Linked DNA regions of Sus scrofa: region 2 is linked to region 1. A link is a contact called in public HiChIP or PLAC-seq data. All regions are on one chromosome and are shown on one strand. Each heading gives the region's core, a stretch centred on a gene start, on an enhancer-like site or on the middle of the called end of the contact. The rest is flanking DNA. Distances are from core to core; before and after follow the strand shown.

What was found. HiChIP or PLAC-seq counts read pairs in DNA pulled down with a chosen protein or histone mark.
Region 2: an H3K27ac HiChIP or PLAC-seq map of alveolar macrophages shows a contact between it and region 1. The contact joins the promoter of STARD5 here to the promoter of MESDC1 in region 1. A contact is called at or near these places in 1 of 5 promoter capture datasets (fetal liver), 1 of 47 Hi-C or Micro-C datasets (alveolar macrophages) and 1 of 2 datasets of contacts at active chromatin or transcription factors (alveolar macrophages).

Annotation. Positions count from the first base shown.
Region 1 is chr7:49,831,941-49,835,291 of Sscrofa11.1, forward strand. MESDC1 (mesoderm development candidate 1) reads left to right here and starts at 1,700. Exons shown (of 1, transcript NM_001258293.1): 1 at 1,700-3,351. The coding sequence starts at 2,030. The coding sequence ends at 3,121. It overlaps LOC102161353, which reads right to left and starts at 2,009. Exons shown (of 3, transcript XM_021100044.1): 1 at 1,785-2,009; 2 at 392-1,548. The coding sequence starts at 2,009.
Region 2 is chr7:50,116,904-50,120,254 of Sscrofa11.1, forward strand. STARD5 (stAR-related lipid transfer protein 5) reads right to left here and starts at 1,749. Exons shown (of 6, transcript XM_003128449.4): 1 at 1,533-1,749; 2 at 792-841; 3 at 304-436. The coding sequence starts at 1,631.

The DNA of each region.
Region 1 (3,351 bases), core at 450-2,949:
TCACACAACTCATAAATGGTTGCGGGATGACTGACCCCAGGAAGTCCGGTTCAAAACCCGCGCTCGAACTACGTAAGGGATATTTAATTAAAGGGAGGAAGCCGCAAGCGTCTAGCCCTGCTCTGCGGACTCCATCTCCGGTGCTCTTTTCTTACCCTGCACAGTTCCCTCGGAATCCCACCCTGGAAGGGGATCAAACACAACAAAGGGCGGGGAGAGCTTGGCAAACCGATCGATGTCCCCGCAAAACGCGATGACTGGACCGCAGCAAATCACTAGGGGATGGTATCAAGTGCCCCCCTCCCTTCGGTCCAGAAAACAAGCCACCTTTGAGACTCACTCCCTGGACGGGGAGGAAGCATGAAGCCCCCTGGTTGGGCTGAGAGCTTACGTAAGGCCAACTGGCGGCTGCGCCCGGGTCTCCCAAGGGTGTGTGCCGAGCCCCGGGCCCGGGCGGGCCTCTCTCCCGTCCGCCGTCCCAGCCTCTCCGCCCAGGACCACCGCCGAGGCCCGGGACCACCGGCCCGGCGCCGGCAGCGTCCGCGCAGGGCGGGGGCGTCCTCCTTCAGCCACCCAGCTTCCCGGGGGAGGAGCAGCGCATCGCGCAAGCATCCGGGAGCGGCGGAGGGGGCGGGAGGAAGGGCGAGAGGAGGAAGCGGGATTTAAACGAAAGGCGGTGACGCCACACAAAAGATTTCTATAGGCTCCAGGGAGGTTACGGCCGAGGCGGCGGCGGCGAGCCCGGGGGCGAGGCGCGGACGGGAAGAGGAAAAGCCTCCAGCAGCCCCGGCGGGCGGGCGAGCGAGCGGGCGGCGGCGTACCCACGGCCGCGCTCCGAGGTGAAGCCGCGCGCGGAGAGGAAGCGGGTGTTTTCTCCTCTGCCTTTCGGCCCCCGCCCTTCCTTTCAGTTTCTCCCGGCTCGCTCGGAAGTTGGAGGTTGACAAAAATGGCAGGAGCCGGGCTCCGGGCGGCTTGCCGCAGCGCCGCGGGGTCCTTCTGAGTTGGCTGGGCCGCCAGGGAGACGCGCGCGGCGGCGTCCGATGCGCAGGGCCCGGGGTCTCGGGAGAGCTCAGCCGCTGCGGGCCCGAGGGGAAGACGAGGCAACCGGGATGGACTCACGCCGACAGCCAGCGGCGGGCCGCGGAGCGCGCGGTCCGGGAGGGCGTGCCGCCTGGGCGCCGGGCCGCGCTCTGTGAACCGGCGAGGCGGGAAGGGGCCGCCGCGGCGCCCGGCACTCCCGGGCGTGGCGGGCGGGCGAGAGCGCGAGCGGGCCGGCCGCTGTGCGCAATCAGTGCAGGCTCCCGCCCGACTCTGACTCGGCCGCGCCAGCACCGGCCACACCCTCGGCCCTGCCGCCGCCGCCGGCGCCGCTTTCCGAGAGCGGGAGGCAGGAGATGCCCCCGGGGCAGTCTTGCATCCCAAAGCGTCTGCCCCGGCCACCGTCGCGGGGAAGTGCCGCCTGGCAGGGTTTGGACGCCTGAAGCCCACGTGCGCCGCCGAGTCCGAGGTGCCTGACAGCAGAGCCCGCCTGAGCCGCCACCCGCGCTCCTCCCCGAGGAAAGGATTTTGATTTCAAAGAAAGGAAGGAAGGAAGGACAACTCCCAGCTTCCCTCTCCCGCCCTCCCTGCTCCGGCGATCCGGCCGGGCCATGCCCAGGAAGGCGGCGGCGGCGACGGCAGCCCAGCAGAAGGGACTTTCCTGGCAGCCCGGCGAGGAGGAGCGCGGTCTGTGAGTTTGCTCTGCGCCGGTTCATGGTTCCTGCAAGCCCTCTAAGAGGCCGAACGCTGCAGCCCCTCCCCGCGCCCCGAAGAGCCTCCTGCGTTCCCTGGCTCCCGGGCCAGCCCCGCGCCGCCCGGGCTCCGGCCGCCGCAGCCCAGTGCCCTCTGCCCGCGGCGGTGGATGGCATGATGGTGCGGGGAAGGCACCTCGGCCTTGGCCAGCTGAGTCGCGACGGCCGCGGGGGCGGCGGCATTGGCAGCGGCGGTGGTAGCGGGCTCCCCAGCGGCATGCCAGTGCCCCCCGGGCGTGATGGCTAGCGGCAGCGCTGGGAAGCCCACTGGCGAGGCGGCTTCTCCGGCTCCAGCGAGCGTCGTCGTCGGCGGGGCCTCCTCGCAGCCGCGGAAGAGGCTGGTGTCCGTCTGTGACCACTGCAAGGGCAAGATGCAGCTGGTGGCCGACCTACTGCTGCTGTCGAGCGAGGCCCGGCCCGTGCTCTTCGAGGGCCCTGCCTCCTCTTGCGCCGGCGCCGAGTCCTTCGAGCAGTGCCGAGACACCATCATCGCGCGCACCAAGGGGCTCTCCATCCTCACCCACGACGTGCAGAGCCAGCTCAACATGGGCCGCTTCGGGGAGGCGGGGGACAGCCTGGTGGAGCTGGGCGACCTGGTGGTGTCTTTGACCGAGTGCTCCGCCCACGCGGCCTATCTGGCGGCGGTGGCCACGCCGGGCGCGCAGCCTGCGCAGCCGGGCCTCGTGGACCGCTACCGCGTGACTCGCTGCCGCCACGAGGTGGAGCAGGGCTGCGCGGTGCTGCGCGCCACCCCGCTGGCCGACATGACCCCGCAGCTGCTGCTGGAGGTGTCGCAGGGCCTGTCGCGCAACCTCAAGTTCCTGACGGACGCGTGCGCCCTGGCCAGCGACAAGTCCCGGGACCGCTTTTCACGCGAGCAGTTCAAGCTGGGCGTCAAGTGCATGAGCACGAGCGCGTCGGCGCTGCTGGCCTGCGTGCGAGAGGTCAAGGCGGCGCCCAGCGAGCTGGCGCGGAGCCGCTGCGCGCTCTTCAGCGGGCCGCTGGTGCAGGCGGTCAGCGCCCTGGTGGGCTTCGCCACCGAGCCGCAGTTCCTGGGTCGCGCGGCGGCTGTGAGCGCCGAGGGCAAGGCGGTGCAGACCGCCATCCTGGGCGGCGCCATGAGCGTGGTGTCGGCCTGCGTGCTCCTGACCCAGTGCCTCAGGGATCTGGCGCAGCACCCCGACGGGGGCGCCAAGATGTCGGACCACAGGGAGAGGCTGAGGAACTCGGCCTGCGCCGTGTCTGAAGGCTGCACCCTGCTATCTCAGGCTTTAAGGGAGAGGTCTTCGCCCAGGACTTTACCGCCAGTGAATTCCAATTCTGTGAATTAGCATCCCCCCCTCCATCCCCTTCCTCCACCCCCAGGCTAAAGGAAGATACTTATTCTCTGCCCCTCTCCATTTATACCAAAGAAATCAAAGGTGAAGCTTCACCCCCTCCCTTCTCCCCCGTGTTCAGTGCTCTAGAGGAAGCTTCCAGAAGGTTGGGCCATGCATACCCTTTACAGGAGCACTTGGAGGGCCCTCAGTGTCCACCAGCCCAAACTGTAGGGACCAGGAGC
Region 2 (3,351 bases), core at 499-2,998, 290 kb after region 1:
CAATCCAGGAACTGCTTCAGCATCCTCAGAGCTCACACAAAATTCACGTTCACTCTACACTCCTGCCTCCATCAGCAGCTGCTATATTCTCTCAGCTCTGTTCAGGGTGCCTCTCCCCTTCTCAGTCTCACTTTTTCCTACCTGTACCTGGGATGAGGCTGGGCTTGAGTGGCAAGCTTGTATTTCCTGGGTACCAGGGGGGTCACAGGATAGTCCCCTTGCCTAAAGGTTTCACTCACCCCCTCCAGAGGGACAGAGCCAGGTTACTGACTAGGAGTAACAACAGTGCTTGGAAAGACTTACATCAGTGATGCTTTCGATAATTTCAAAACCGGCCACATTCTCATCCCACTTATCTCGTAGGGTCCCAGCAAGTGGCTTTATGCAGTCCCACACCTGCTCTAGAGTCCCATTCACAATGCCTTCTCCTCGGTACCTGGAGCACAAAGAAGAATGTGTCCCCAAGGCATTAGTCAAACTTATCCTGGGATAACACAGAAAGACTAGAAGCCATCTCATCATCACTTTTTTAGACAGTCTTGCAAGAGAAGGGGCTGAGGTTTACCTGTCCTCCTCCCTCAGGCCTGCAGAAAAGGACAGACAATAAGCTTTCATAAGAAATACAGCTTGAGGAAAAGCAATTTAGTACAACATGGAAGCTTTTCTGGAAGATAACCGATAAGTTGATTCCAGGTGCTAGGGTGGACTGGGGTGTCTTGGGAAACAAACCCACAGAAACTGCAGGAAAGGGGTGGCACCTCTGACAAGCTTTGAACAAGGCATGCACTTACAGGTTCCCTGGAAACTCCACAGATGGCCTCCAGGAAACTGAAACTCCATTCTGTCAAAAGGCACAGAATCGCAGAATTTTAGAGCTAGAAGGGCTCTGGGAGATCACCTGGCCCAGTCCTGTTTCATGGAAGCAAAGTCTAGAGCCTCAGGAGATGCGAATCTCCAAGGAGACCCAAGTGATACGTGGCACCCTGGGGACCAGTCCTGGACAAAGCTGCCTCATAGGAGCACGAGATGGGTAAAGGGGGGGTCTTAAAGCTTGAAGAGCACTGGGGAGGGGGTGGTTTCAAACCACCTTAAAAGCCACCAGCATCTAGTTTCCTCGAGCAATTTAGGTCTGCTTGTTCAAAATCCTAAGTATTCGGTGAGTAGCACTATCCCCACGCCACCCTCCCGGAATCAAGAGAGGGCCGCAGGGTCTGAGGAACCGAGTAAGAGCTTGGGAGCCTGGTGCCTCGGGTTCCACTTCGAGCATTTACCAGCCAGGTGACCTTGGCCAAGTCTTTCAATGAGAGGGGCAGAAACTTACTTCCCGGCGTCATTGTGTACACAAAAGGCCCGATATATTTTTTAAGGGAACAACCCGCAGTGGAATCTCCTTCTCAATCTAGCTCAGGGGGGCGGGGAGGGGGGGTTGTATGCAAAAAACTACCGGGAGAGGAGGAGACTGGGGGCTTCTGAAACCCCGGCCCCAAGGAGCAGAGGTGCCCGGATCCCTTCCTGCCCAGCTTCTCACTCACGCCTTCCCGGCAAATCTTCCAGCCTGACTTGTCTTGCCGGTACTGGAGCATCTTCTCCGCTACCGCCTCGGTTATCTGCGCGGCCAGAGCCGGGTCCATTGCGACGAGAGCTGCGCGAGGCTGCGGAATCGCGGGTAGGGTGTGCGGGGATGGCCAGGTACCTGCCTCTGAAGCCAGGAAAACCCGGGCCCCAGGCGGAACCCAGAGCCCCGCCCATAACCCCGCCCCCGACCTAGGATTGGTCCGGGCCCTGTGACGGTTCCTGCCCGGCTCTGGGATTGGCAGGGCCGGAGATCGCCCGGCCGGGCACCAAGAGACACACAGCTGGCGGGGTGGGTCCGAGACACGCCCCTCACCGTCCTGCCCCGTCTGCCTCCAGCCTGTCCCGCCTCAGGGAGGGACGCTGGAGAGCGGGGACTCCAGAGGGCCGGCTGCTGAGAACAAAGTGGGCGGGCCAGATCAACGAGTACGTGATAGGCTTGTTTTAGGAATTTGCCTTGAATGCGCAGAGACTTTCTGCCTGGCGGGACGGTAGGAAGATTTGCATCACAAGTATCTTTCTAGGGCGGCTGTGGAGACCGGAAGCCCAGCTAGGCAGCATCAGCCTTAAGGGGAGAGACCGTGGTGACCTGTAGGGAGTGCGTGGTGGACGCGGCGAGAAGAGGACCTCTCGTAGTGTGTTTAGGAGATAGGATATAGAGATCTCCGTGCTAGACCGTGGAGGCTACGGGAGCAGGAAAGCATCCTGACTCCCACCTCCAGGCTTGAGCCACCGGTGGTTAGTTGAGATGGGGACGAGAGACAGGATTGAGGGGAAACATGATGAATTTAGTTCTGGGGAGACTCAGTTGCAGGTGCCTGAAAGACTTGTAAGTGATGTCCAGGAGACAGTGAGATACCCTAATATCTGGGAGAGCGCTGGCGTTTAGATAAGAGGTCGCTGAGCTCTGCGCATCTGGGTGGCTTCTATCTTGGGGAGTGAGTGGGGGTCACATCCCCCAGCCTCCTTTCCTCCTCTTCAGCGCTATAACCAGCTAAATATTTGAAAGGTCAACGGTGAAATCTGTATTTTCCGTATTGTGTTTATTGTTTCCTTTAAAGGTTTGAAAAAAAAAAGTAGTGTAAGGAAAATGACCACTTGAAACCTCTTTTTGGACGATTTGATGGGCTGACAGGTGTTAAGACGCCTGGATGGGACATTAGAGAATCCAAGTTCTAGACCTGGTTTCACCCACAACTCCGTGTGGTTTGGCCAAATCACTTAGCTGTTGTGCTTGGAGGCGAAATGGAACAATAATGAATGCCTCACTGTGCCATTGTGCTGGGCAAGGGAAGTAACGTGTGTGAACGTTCCTAGGAGACATTAGAGAAAAAGATCAATAACCAAGTTTAAAAAATTAAATACATCAAAATGTCACAAAACGTTAGAGCAGGGAGTTTTGTGGTGCAGGGTCCAGCGTTGTCACTGTAGTGGCTTGGGTCACTGCTGTGGCATGGGTTCAGTCCCTGGCCCAGGAAGTTCCACATGCCAAAGGCGTAGCGAAAAAAATACTAATAATGAATAAATAAATGAATAAAAGTCTGACCATAATTTGAGGGGGAAACTGGAGCATATTTTAACTAAAAGTAAGTTTTCTTAATGTACAACATGCTTTTACAAATCATTAAGGCATTTTCAAACAGCCCAACAGACGAAAAGAATGCATCAGATACGAACAGACACTTTGCAAAAAAATTAACATGACTAACAAAGGAATGAAAAGATGCAGAACTTCTCTCATAGTCAGAGAATTACAAGTGAAAAAAATTAAAACATTTT